Linked DNA regions of Sus scrofa: region 2 is linked to region 1. The links are chromatin contacts, called in public Hi-C maps. All regions are on one chromosome and are shown on one strand. The core of a region is the stretch at or near the end of the contact, and the rest is flanking DNA. Distances in the headings are between cores, read along the strand shown.

Region 1 (6,918 bases), core at 571-3,070:
AACCCACATCCTCATGTATACTAGTCGGATTCGTTTCCATATCACAATGGGAACTATGTCGTTCAGCCTTTTGAAGGTTAAACATTATAATATGTATTTAAAACTACTAGAAAAGATAAAGCATTTATTTGTAAAACAAGTAGGATATGTATTGTCGGGGAGAGAAGGTATAAAGAATGGAAATATTTTTTTGAGGGATAAAAGGAGTTTAATTTCATCCTAGAGCTGGTTGTTTCTAGATGGGTAAAAAAAAATAGTATTAACTAATATAGATACAGAAGTGATTTTTTTTAAGGTTTTTTAAAAAAGGAACCTTGAGAAAAGAACGTTGTACATTGTTAAGACTGATGAAGATTAGGAGTTCCTGTTGTGGCGCAGTGGTTAACGAATCCGACTAGGAACCATGAGGTTGCGGGTTCGGTCCCTGCCCTTAGCTCAGTGGGTTAACGATCCAGCGTTGCCGTGAGCTGTGGTGTAGGTTGCAGACTCGGCTCGGATCCCGCGTTGCTGTGGCTCTGGCGTAGGCCGGTGGCTACAGCTTCGATTCAACCCCTAGCCTGGGAACCTCCATATGCCGCGGGAGCGGCCCAAGAAATAGCAACAACAACAACAACAACAACAAAGACAAAAAAAAGACCAAAAAAAAAAAAAGACTGATGAAGATTAGATTGGATTAAATTGGGTAAACAAATGTTTTCTTTTTCTAGGGCTGCACCCGCAGCATATAGAAGTTCCCAGGCTAGGGGTCGAATTGGAGTTACAACTGCCAGCCTACACCACAGCCACAGGAACGCAGGATCCGAGCCGTGTCTGCGACCTACACCACAGCTCAAAGCAACACTGGATCCCCCACCCACTGAGCAAGCCCAGGGATTGCACATCCTCACAGATACTAGTCGGATTCATTTCTGCTGCACCACGATAGGAACTCTGAATTTTATTATTAATATTAAGCCAATACAAGACTGGGATTTAGTTTTCTCTCTGTGTTGAGAACAACCTTTTCTGGAAGAGGGACCTGCATTTGATAGCAAATGGTAAGTTTCTAGCTCTAGCTAATTTCAAGCTTTCCACAGGGCCCCGGAGGCATCTCAAAGAGGAAAAACTGGTAGGACATTTAAAGAGTTCTAATGGAAAGTTATTGTTTTGCTCCTAATCGTTTTTTGGTTTGTGTGTTTGTTTGTTTTGGTTTTTGCCTTTTCTTGAGCCGATTCCACCGCCTATGGAAGTTCCCAGGCTAGGAGTCTAATCGGAGCTGTAGCCACCAGCCTACAACAGGGTCACGGCAACTCGGGATCCGAGCCGAGTCTGCGACCCACACCACAGCTCACGGCAACCCTGGATCCTTAACCCACTGAGCAAGGCCAGGGATCGAACCTGCAACCTCATGGTTCCTAGTCGGATTCGTTAACCACTGAGCCACGACAGGTACTCCTCCTAACCGTATTTCTGACTGCAATGTTCAGGATGGAAAAAACTGCCTAGTGACATTGTCACGGAGTATAAGTACTCATGATGTGCATCACGCTGGCTTTACGTTTACCCTTTGAAGCCCACGTTCCACGTTTGTGTGACAATTGGGTATAATAGATAAAATACATAGCCTATAAAATATTTCTCTGTTAGCACCTCTGTGCTTCTTTATGTCTGATTAGTTTTCCCCCAGCATGGACAACTACGCCCGTGTATAAACAAAAAGTAGGCTTAGCACTGAGGGACGGGAATGATTCGTTTCTCGCGTCTGCGTTCTACTCGCCTGGAACAGAAGAGGCACAAACTGAGAACTGCCTTCAGATCTCAAACGCTTAACACTGTGCTCTACTGCCCTCTAGTGGAAGATCTGGTACTTAACATAATCATTGAGTCTCCACTGATTGGGCGGAAGGAGAGGTGTGAAAACGGCCACCAGGGCACCAGCTACCGTGTGGAAGAACATCAGGATGCGGAAAGGGGGATCCGGATGCGGAAAAGGGGTGTCTGGAGTACCTAGAAGAGGAGGAATCCTGATCGTTCCCTCTACCGCCTAGCTCAGGACTCTGACCACCTCTTTCGTAAGAACTGAAAGTTGATATCCGTCGAGTCGACGGAATAACCAGTTGCTCACCTAAATTTCTGGTTACATCAGCTGCCTTGTAAACATATTGATCGAATACCCACAGAGTGCGGGGCAGGGTTCTGTCTCTCCTGATCAGGACAAACAAGATCTTTGCTCTCAGAGATTTGCGTCCCAACGGAAGAAGGAGGAAAGGGGGGTGGGGAAGGAGAAAATGAGCACAAGTAAGAAATAAATTAATACTGCTGTACCCCTGGCACTAATACAACGTTGTAAGTCAACCATATGCCAGCAAAAATTTTTTAGTTAATTAATAAATACAAGTGGTGCCAGGTGAAGATAAACAGAGGCCAGATCATGTAGGACTTTGAACAGCAGGGGAAGCTTAGGGGGGGTTCTAAGGCGGGGGGGTCCTTGGTTTCAAGTTTCTAAAACACCACTCTGGCTTCTGGGTGAAAAATGGATTGTAGACGACAAGAATGGAAGCAGGAAGACCGGTTGGAAAATTGTCACAGAGGTCCAGATGAGAGGGGAAGGGGACCTGGATTAGGCAGGATACAGTAAAGGATGAGAGAAATAGAAAGTTGGGCTACACTGTGGAGGTGAAGCCAACAGCACTTGCCAGGGGATTAGATAGGGAAGGAGGAGGTGAGAAAATGGATACAAATCCAGAATGTCTATATCGTTCTCATTTCAGGCCAGGGGTCCGATCATTCCCAATATAGCCTCTTGTTTTCTTACTCCCAGTTTAAGGAACTGTCTAGATGACTAAGCTGGATGGCTTCCACCTAATATGGAGATGATTCTTTTTTTTTTTTAATTTTGTCTTTTTAGGGCCTCGCCCGTGGCACATGGAGGTTCCCAGGCTAGAGGGAGCTGTAGCTGCCAGCCTATGCCACAGCCACAGCCACGCCATATCTGAACCAGGTCTGTGACCTCCACCGCAGTTCACGGCAACCCCAGATCGTTAACCCACTGAGAAGCGCCAGAGATCAAACCCGTGTCCTCCTCGTGGATGCCAGTTGGGTTCACTAACCACTGAGCCACGACGGGAACTCCAAACTACTATGTTTAGAATGAATGAGATCCTACTGTACAGCACAGGGAACTATGTTCAAACTCTTGGAATAGAACATGATAGGAGATGACATGAAAAAAGAATATATGTATATATATGTATTACTGGGTCACTTTGCTGTACAGCAGAAATTGGCACAACATTGTAAATTAACTATAATTTAAAAAATAAAATTTAAAAAAAAAGGGAGTTCCCCTTATGGCTCGGTGGGTTAAGAACCTGACTACTGTCCACAAGGATGTAGGTTTGATCCCTGGCTTCACTTGGTGGGTTAAGGAGCCAGCTTTCCTGCAAGCTGCAGTGTAGGTCACAGATGTGGCTCAAATCTGGCATTTCCGTGGCTGTGGTGTAGGCCTGCAGCTGCAGCTCCAATTCAACCTGTAGCCTGGGAACCTCCATATGCCCCTCAGGTGCAGCCCTAAAAAGGAAAAAAAAAAATGCAACAAAGTCTATTGCTCTACCCCTTGGCTCTGGTCAAGATGTTACACAATCATGACACAAGCAGAAACTTCAAATGTCCTTGCTCCTAGGGCTTTCCTCTCCTGCTGCTCTTTGGCAGCCCGGTGTAACTTGCTTCCTCTGAGAATAAGAGGCCACCGGAGCAGAAAGGAGCCAAACCAGCAGAGGGACCTCCCATCAGACCAAGCAGCCTGCCAGACTGACCTACCCACTCACCACATATACATGAGTAAGCCAGGCAGAGATCAGACCAGAAGGACCCACAAACTCAAAAGTCAAATAAATAACTGCTGGGTTTTGTTTTTTGGTTTTTGTCTTTTTGCAATTTCTTGGGGCGCTCCCAAGGCATATGAAGGTTCCCAGGTTAGGGATCGAATCAGAGCTGTAGCCATCAGCCTACACCAGAGCCACAGCAACAAGAGATCCGAGCCGCGTCTGCAAGCTACACCACAGCTCACGGCAACGCTGGATCCTTAACCCATTGAGCAAGGCCAGGGATCGAACCTGCAACCTCATGGTTCCTAGTCAGATTCGTTAAGCACTGAGCCATGACGGCAACTCCCAATAATTGCTGTTTTAAACAGGGACATTTTGGAAGAGTTTGTTACCTAGCAATAGATAACAGATATAGTTCCTAAGGTCACTTTGATTTCATAATGAATGTTGATATTCACAAGGGGTTGAGCTCTGAGTTCAGGAAGAGGAAACTATCATGGGCCATTTCCTGATTTTCCCTCTTCTCTGGCGGAACAAGTGGATTTTTACAGTCCGGCTTCAGCTGGACCTCTGCACCAATAGGACCCCGGGGGTCTGCCCTGCCCTTCCTCTCTGGATGACCTTGGCCAAGACCCTCTCTCTCTGGATCTCGTTTCCCTCTTCTACACAGTTAGGACAATGGATTTAATATGTGGGTCTCAAACACTGATTCAAGACAAAGTTCACATCGGGATGCAGTAAAATGAGACAGAATAAGACATTTAAAGTTCCTATTTGATCTTGGAGTTCCCGTCGTGGCTCAGTGGATAACGAATCCTACTAGAAACCATGAGGTTGCAGGTTCGATCCCTGGCATTGCTCAATGGGTTGAGGATCCATCGTTGCCGTGAGCTGTGGTGTGGGTCACAGACGCGGCTTGGGTCCCACGTTGCTGTGGCTGTGGTGTAGGCCAGCGGCTACAGCTCCGATTTGACCCCTAGCCTGGGAACCTCCATGTGCCATGGGAGCGGCCCAAGAAAATGGCAAAAAGACAAAAAAATAAATGCATAAAAATAAAAAAAAGTTCCTATTCGATCTAGAATTCTTCCATTTAAAGGACTGTTGCTTCTTTTTCAAACCATATCCTTCTTATGTGGGTAATGTTTTTAAGTTGTCCTTTAAGAAATGGTCAGGTGTCGGGTGGGGGAGGATACAGGTGAAAGGTTTGCGAAATGCTAATAAATGTTGAGGCTGGGTGATCTTGGCATAGCTTTGCATATTTCCACAAGAAAGCGTTCAGTCAATGATGTTGCAGGCAAGTCATGATGAGCTTTCTGTGCGCATCGTGTGTGTTAATTCTAAAGTGCATGAAAGGTCACTTCTAAAAATAAAATAGAGGCATTCCCGCTGGGGTACAGCGGGTTTAGGATCTGGCATTACCTCGGCAGGACCTCTGGTGGCTGCTGAGATGCAGGTTCAATCCTCAGCCCCATATAGAGGGTAAAGGATACAGCATTGGTGCAGCTGTGCAGGTTGTAGTTGCAGCTCCGTTTTGAGCCCTGAACTTCCATACATCATGGGTGCTGCCAAAAGAATAATAGTAATTTTTTTCATAAAATAAAATAAAATAGAGATGGAGGAGGGAAGGAAAAGACACAGAAGAGTTGCCGGGGAAACTGGATACATGCAGAGAGTAAATGTCATTTGCTCACTGGTAATGTGGTCTCTTCATACTTCTCTCCACAAGCTCTTCCCACTCCCTCCCTTCTCCCTGGGGTCCTAGAAAGGAAGTGTTTTACCCTGACTTCCAAGTGAGCAAAAGTCATATCAGGAACCTCTGCTGCACAGGAGGTCCAAGCAGAACGTGGCTGTGAACAGGCTGGCGGTGGGGGAGCGGGTTCTTGCCTACCCTCCCACCTGAAGAGCAAAGCAGGTGGATTGGCTGATCAATGGCCCTGGGGACATGCCCCTCCAAGAGTCCTTTGGATACAGAGATGCACAGGGACCCACTCTGCTACCCCCCTAGCCTCCTTCCATTCCTGTGACAAACCAGCAGAGACAGCCAAGTCTCGGACCACACGCCCTTGGCCTCTACCATTTTAGTGGTTGACAGCCTGACCTTCCTGCTGCCAAGCACCTCCATCTCTTTGCCAACAGGCTTTCCTGGCCACCAGATCCTGCTTTTCCCGAGGATGGCAAGCTGGGAGTGCACGGGAATTAACAACCACATGCCAGCCCTCGACCCATGGCTGATGATGAGGTCCAGGTAAAAACACCCAGCTCCCTTAGCCTGGGAGCAGGGACAGCTCTAAGGCATCTGCTCCCTGGCATCTCCTCCAGTTCCCCAAGATCCAGCCCCAACTCTCCACGGGGGCACCTGGATCGGTGAGGCATCTTCCCTAAACGCATCCCCACTGCCCTGCTGGGGTCCCTCCTGAACAAACCACTTGCACTCAAACCTGTGTCTCAGAATCAGTATGCCTACGAGGGGACCCAAACTAAGATACAGACACTGGTAACTGTGGTAGACAGAGTAATGTCCCCGCCCCCTCCCTGTGGTGGTGTCCACATCCTAACCCCTTGAACCTGTGAATGTGCTACCTTACTTGACCCAAAGGGATTTCACCATTCTTGAGATGGGGCGATTATCCTGGGTTATCTGTGTGGGCCCAGGGTCCCTATAAGAAGGAGGCACTTGAGTCAGAGAAAATGTGAGGATGCAGAGGTCAGAGCAACGCAACTGATGGAAGAGGCCACAAGCCAAGGAACGTGGACAGCCTCTGGAAGCTGGAAAGGGCAAGGAAACAGATTCTCCTCTAGAAGCTCTAGAAGGAGTGCAGCCCTGCCCATGCCTTGATTAAGCCCAGTGAAACCCCTTTTGGACTTCTGACCTCCCAATGTGTAAAGTAATAGATGTGTGTGGCTTTCAGCCACGAAGTTGGTGGTCACCTGTTGGAGCAACAAGAGGAAACTCATGCAGTAACCAATCGGCCCCTTCCTTCCCACTGAACCCAGGCACTATGACGAAACCCTTCCCAACATGCACTAATCGACAGGCATTGGTACGCAAGGAATTACTGCTAGTCCCTGCATCATGAACACCTGCCCTCTAGAGCCAGAACCTGTGGATACA
Region 2 (6,391 bases), core at 450-2,949, 270 kb after region 1:
GCTGCTTTGACACTCTACCCACCCTTCCGCCCTGCTCTTACCAGCCAGGTTGTTGTAGCAGTCTGTCTGGGTAGTATGCAGTACGTTTTCTTGTTCAGGTGTGAGGGCCGGGCCTTGAGGTCCTAGATTAGGAATCGGGGAGGGCATACTTGGATCCAGACCCCGCAGCTGAAGCAGAGCTCGATGGTATCCACTCACAGCATCCCGGTATTTCCCTTCCCGGTAACATTGGTTCCCCTTCTCCTTGTATAGCTGGGCCTCCTGCAGGCGCTTCTCCATAACTTTGTCACCCCGTGCTCTTGCGGAATGGGGAAGCAATTCCGAAGCTGTGGGGATAGGCGCGAAATAACCGATTTTGGTAGCCGACTTGAAGAAGCAGGAAACTATCCTTCTCCCGGAGGCCTCTCAGGGAATGAGGTTTGCTTGATTCTACTGCAGCCTCTTCCTCTCTTCTCTGCAGGTATTTTTCAATCTCTAGAAATGAAGGACAGGGAGAGGATGTGGAAATAGTAAAGCCACAGATAAATTGATTTCCTAAAGAGGTGATTCCGGGACGAAGTGATTGCATGAATTAGCGAAAGCCATACTAAGGAATTGTGGCCAGCGTGGGAACGCCGGCGGAATTTACTTCCTCCTTTCCTTTGAACAACCGCCCCCCGACCTGGAAGTGGAAGGGAGTGGGCGGGGACAACTCCTAAAAGAGGTCTAGGGGGCTTGCCTCCCTCCCAGCTCTTTGTTTGCACCAGCAGCTGTTGGCCTCTGGGCCAAGAGTTGGGGAACCAAGGTGAATGCGGTCAGTGCACCGTAACCACAAGCCAACGGTGACGCGGCCGCAGCGCCGCTCAGCTGCAAGTGCCCCAGGTCCCGCGGCCAGCCTCTCGCTCCTTACAAATGGCCGAGCCCAAAGTCTCTCCTGCCCCCCCACGCCCTGAGCTTCGGTTTACGATCCCGGAGCACGGAGAGGACAGGGTCTGGTCTCCGGATAGTTTGTGTGTAAAGGTCGCGCGCGTTGCGCCATGCCGTCCAATCAGGAGCAGCCTCGGAAAAGTAATCCTGCATAAACGACTCCGCCTCCCCAGCCTCCCTGGCCGACCAACCCGAGGGTGTGTGTGGGGGGAAATCTCCCGTCAGCTTCGCCAATTGAAAAAAAAGCTGAACGATCACGGATGACCAATCAGAATTGCAGATGACGATTCAAGTTGGCCAATAAAGCGAGGCGAGGGTGTCTGTTGCTAGGTAGAAGTTTAAGAGTTGAAATAAGACGAGGGCCCGAGGTTACTGTATTCCTCGGTTTTGGAGAGCCCTTGCGTTGACTAACCAGAAACATAATTGCTAGTAGGAGTTCACGTTGCAAGAGCTTCCCTGCTTCCCTTCTGCCTTTTCTTCCTTTGTCTCAAGAAGTGGCTGCACATATAGACAGTAGGACACAGACTAAAGAACAAGCACTACGACGACAGTGTGATCGGGTCAGACGCGAGTAAGGGTGGCGACAGGGTGTGAGGGCCATGTGGCGAGGGAGCTCCCACCCACTGCGCGGAGCCCGGGGCTCAAAGTACGGAGAGACCGGTGGGCACACGCCTGAGTGCTACGAAGCACTTGAGCCAAAGCCAACCTTTCCCGACTCCGGCTCCGGTGAGGCTGCGCTGTGAAGACACCGGCGGCGATTGGCTCAGGGGTGAGAGGGGGCGGGAGGTAAAGGAGAAGGGAAGTCTGTGGTTCTCCGCGCGCGCCCACCCGCCGGAGGGGAACCGAGGGGGCTGGAAAGGAAGCAGCTTCCTGCTGCGTTGTTTTGGGCTCCGAGGGCTGTAAAGGGGAGGGAGCAGACGGAAGAAACAAACACTACATAGCGGAGGCTGCGCGAGGTCCTCGCTGCCTGCGTGCGTACGTGCGTGCGCTCGCCCGCGCGGGCTCAGTGCTGGCGCGTGAGGCGGAGGCGGGCGGCGGCGGCGCCTGCGCGGTCGGGCTCGGTCGACGGTTCGCAGGGGAGGAGGCGGCGGGAGGCGGAGGAGGCGGCGGCGGCGATGGAGGTGAAGCGGCTGAAAGTGACCGAGCTGCGGTCGGAGCTGCAGCGGCGGGGCCTGGACTCGCGCGGCCTCAAGGTGGATCTGGCGCAGCGGCTGCAGGAGGCGCTTGACGCCGAGATGCTTGAGGACGAGGCCGGCGGTGGCGGGGCCGGGCCCGGTGGGGCCTGCAAGGCGGAGCCTCGGCCTGTGGCCGCGTCGGGCGGCGGCCCGGGCGGGGACGAGGAGGAGGACGAAGAGGAGGAGGAGGAGGACGAGGAGGCGCTGCTTGAGGACGAGGACGAAGAGCCACCCCCTGCCCAGGCCTCGGACGAGGCCGCGCAGCCGCCGCCGGAGCCCCCGGAGGCCGCAGCCACAGAGGCCGTGGCCGAGTCCGATGCTTCCGAGAAACCAGCGGAGGAGGCCACGGCCGGGTCAGGTGGGGTAAATGGTGGCGAAGAGCAGGGCACCGTCAAGGGGGAGGAAGAGGAACCGGAGGAGCGGAGCGGGGACGAGACGCCGGGATCCGAGGCGCCGGCTGACAAGGCCGCGGAGGAACAGGGTGAGGAGCTGGCAGCGGAGCCCGGCTCCAACCTGCCGGGTGCGCCCCTGACCCAGCACCAAGCCTGGCACAGCGGGGTCCAATTCCCATCGCCTTTTGGTGGGACTCCCCCGGGGAGGTGGCTTTCATTCTCTCAGCCCACCTTTCTGGGGGGCTTGGCTACCTCTTGGGGCTCCTCTCTCTGCAGGAGGGAGGTTCCTGCCTGACTTGGTTGCTTGGTGGTAGTGGATGCAAGTAAGAGGTTTTGCATGCGAACTGTTTACGAGCTACCTGTGGAGCAGCCTCCCGCGGCGCTGGTTATCTTTTCTAAACCGAGTGTGCGCCGAGGAATTGTTGATTACACGGACAGCCAGACCGACTGTTGGAGGCTTCGGCCTTTGGGCTACCTAACTATTGATTTTTTTCCGTCCTAAAAATATTAAGCAATGAGCTAAGTTCGTCAAAGTTCGTTCCATCCTAGAAGCTCTTTACTAGAGTTTGAGCCACACAGGAAATCGGGAAATCTAACCTTACTCCTGCTTTAGCAGCAGCTCCCGCTTCAGCAGCCTGTGGTGTGAGGGTGTCAAGTTTAATAGTTAACTGCTGAAGAGAAAATCATGATCTAGAGCCTTTAGGATAAATTAATTAATGCTACTTGGCTAGGAGTTTTACCTTGTCTGAATGCTTATGATTAAATTTTAATCTTCCCTCTTAGTAGATGGACGGACAACTTTGTGTATTTGGTGTACACTTAGCCTTTTGCATTTTGGGTCCCTGACTTCCTGACTTGAAATGATTGGGGTGTTGATGTGTCCATTGAGTAACCTTGTGGAATAGAATGTATAGTTCCCCCAGGGGGTTAGTGACCTCTCACTTCCTTTGAAGTGATTGGGTGGTTAGAGCTGATCCATAACTATCTGTCAGAGTAGGGAGCTGCTTTCAAGTCATACTATGAAGTGGCTTAGTTCCTTTTCTAATACATTTGTTAGGCTGCTTCTCCTATGAGGGTATAATTGGAACCCATGCTACATCTGTCACATGCAACTTGCAGATCATTTGTCCTGTGTCCTGGAACAGAAATCCCATTACATAACCTTTGACTTAATGTGTACCCCAAATAGCAGATAAAAAGGTTGAGGGATAAAGGACTTGTTTAAAGAAGTTATTGTTGAAAACCTTAGTTCTGCAAACCACAAAAGTCCAAGGAAAAATTCTGATTTTTTTTTTCTCTCTTGTAAAGAATGTTGCTAAATATATGACAACACCTTTCTGCCCCAAATTATGTGCAGGAAAGTTGCAGTATTATTTATGGGTCTCTTGTGACTTAATGGTTTGCTCTTACAAGTTTCAGTAAAAATCCATGATAAAAATACAGCTGTGTGCACCTGAGTCCGTTTGCTACATAAGTAAAGCTGTGGATGGCTATGTGTTTTAAAGCTGGAAAGGCAAACTCTTTTAAAAAAAAAAAAACAAAACAAGGCTTTCTGTAACATGGAGCTGTGGGAAAGTGTTGGGAAATATATATTGTCTAGTTTAAATCCAGCTCTAATAGTCAAGAACTAAAATTAAATTAACCTATGAAGTTTTTTTAAAAACTTATGGGATATTTCTTTCATGTCATAGTGGTGGGGAAATCTGCAAGTTTGACCTGATTCAAGCAGATAAATTTAGAATGCAAAAAATTGCTGTTTTTATCTACTACTTTGACTGTAATTAGCCCATAATGTCCCTTCCTTCCCCCGCCCCCATTTTTTTAATTAAAAAACCCCAGCCAATGACAGGAAGATGATCTTTGGAAATAAAACATTCTGTGGACGCAGCGGGAATAACCTGGCTCTTCTGACCAGACAGATACACAGGGCCTCCTTTAGTTTCTGTTGGTTCTGAGCTTATTCTACACTCCAGTATGAAAACTGCTGATTTTCTTTCCCTCCTTTTTGTAGGAGATGACCAAGATAGTGAAAAGTCAAAACCAGCAGGCTCAGATGGTGAGCGGCGGGGGGTAAAGAGACAGCGGGATGAGAAGGATGAACATGGCCGAGCTTACTATGAATTCCGAGAGGAGGCTTACCACAGCCGGTGAGGGAAACAGTCCCTTTCATTGAAGGGAGTGTCTGCTCTGATTTTGGTCTACCTGCTGCTGACTGGACAGTCTGGAAAGAGGGGTGGATTAAGAATGGAATAGGTTTTTATCGGCCTAAGTTTTAGATGGAATCTACCCTGAAACATCCTGTTGTCCTTTTCTCATTTGTTGAAAGAAGCTGGAATTATATATATCCACTGATCCTTTAAGCAGACCTGCAGACGCCTCTCAGATTGGAGGACGTTGGTTACATCGTATTTGCTTTTCTCTCATATATGTATAGCTCAAAGTCTCCACCACCCCCAGAAGAAGAGGCAAAAGATGAGGAAGAGGATCAAACTCTTGTGAACCTGGACACATGTATGTATAAAGCACACTGGTGGGGGTTTTAACCAATCAAAAGTGATTTGGGGGGAGGAAATGTGATTTTGAGGATTAATAAAACTTTATGGGCTGTCGCTTGTAAGAGATTTTAGACTTTGTATCCATGCTTTTTCTTTCTTTTTTTTTTTGCCACACATGTGGCCAATGGAAGTTTCAAGGCCGCAGGTGCTAGCAACACCGAGTCCTTAACCTGCTGTGCCACAGCAGGAACTCCTGTGTAGTCCTTCTTGACAACTGGGTATATGTGTGTTCTGTTGGTAGCTTCAAGTTTGGGGCATTGAGTAAACGGATTGCTTCTTTCTTAACAGATACCTCGGATCTCCATTTTCAAGTGAGCAAAGACCGCTATGGAGGGCAGCCGCTTTTCTCAGAGAAGTTCCCCACCCTTTGGTCTGGCGCAAGGAGCACTTATGGAGTGACAAAGGGGAAAGTTTGCTTTGAGGCCAAGGTAGTGCATACGGCTCATTAAAACCATTCATTTGTTAAATTAAACTACTGTGTACTGGGGAGATTCTGTCGTAGCCCAGAGGAAACCGACTAGGAACCTTGAGGTTGTGGTTTCAATCCCTGGCCTTGCGCAGGGAGCTAAGGGTCCGGTGTTGCCATGAGCTGTGGTATAGGTCACACATGCCGCTCAGATCTGGTGTGGCTGTGGCTGTGGCCGGCAGCTGTAGCTCTGATTTGACCGCTAGCCTGGGAACCTCCATGTGCCAGGGGTGCGGCCCTAAAAAGCAAACAAACGGAAAAACTACAGAACACTATTATGTACTGAACTCAGGCTCATTACTGATTTATTAGTGCAGAAAAAGGTACCATGCTTTAATGATAACCAGGTAACCAAGAAATCACTTCCCATGGCTTTGGTTGAAGTTCACTGATAGTTGTTTTTGTTTCTTTTTTTTTTTTTTTTTTTAACTTTTTAAATTATCATTATTTCTTTTTTTTTTCTTCCCTAGGGCTGCACCCATGGCATATGGAGGTTCCCAGGCTAGGGGTCTAATCAGAGCTGTAGCTGCCAGCCGATGCCGCAGCCACAGCAATGTGGGATCCGAGCTGCGTCTTCGACCTACACCATAGCTCACGGCAATGCTGGATCCTTAACCCACTGAGCAAGGGCAGGGATTAAACCCGCAACCTCATGGTTCCTAGTCGGATTCGTTAACCACTGAGCTACGACGGGAACTCCCGATAGTTGTTTTTCTGATACTGTGTTGTGATAGTTTTCATTTTCAGTTTGTATCAAAACTTGTTTTTCGGAGTTCCCTTCCTGGCGCAGCAGAAACATCCGACTAGGAACCTCGAGGTTGTGGGTTTGATCCCTGGCCTCGCTCAGTGGGTTACGGATCCGGCATTGCCATGGGCTGTGGTGTAGGTCGCAGATGT

The links. A called contact is a pair of places that touch in the nucleus more often than the background predicts.
Region 2: a contact with region 1 is called in a Hi-C map of liver, with 3 times the contacts expected there. The contact joins the promoter of HNRNPUL2 here to the enhancer-like site in region 1. A contact is called at or near these places in 1 of 5 promoter capture datasets (liver), 15 of 47 Hi-C or Micro-C datasets (alveolar macrophages, embryonic fibroblasts, fetal heart ventricle and 11 more) and 2 of 2 datasets of contacts at active chromatin or transcription factors (alveolar macrophages and skeletal muscle).

Annotation. Positions count from the first base shown.
Region 1 is chr2:8,760,266-8,767,183 of Sscrofa11.1, forward strand. No RefSeq gene overlaps it. Among named protein-coding and RNA genes, the nearest start is that of SLC22A8, 19 kb to the right of the region's middle. Within about 2 kb of position 1,821, at least 3 of the 83 cell types and tissues checked have an H3K27ac peak or open chromatin away from gene starts, as enhancers often do. A contact at or near this core is called in fetal liver and liver, where this site is marked.
Region 2 is chr2:9,032,970-9,039,360 of Sscrofa11.1, forward strand. It overlaps HNRNPUL2 (heterogeneous nuclear ribonucleoprotein U-like protein 2), which reads left to right and starts at 1,700. Exons shown (of 15, transcript XM_005660783.3): 1 at 1,700-2,562; 2 at 4,485-4,620; 3 at 4,908-4,984; 4 at 5,317-5,456. The coding sequence starts at 2,022. TTC9C (tetratricopeptide repeat protein 9C) reads right to left here and starts at 1,589. Exons shown (of 4, transcript XM_005660786.3): 1 at 1,319-1,589; 2 at 42-474. The coding sequence starts at 279.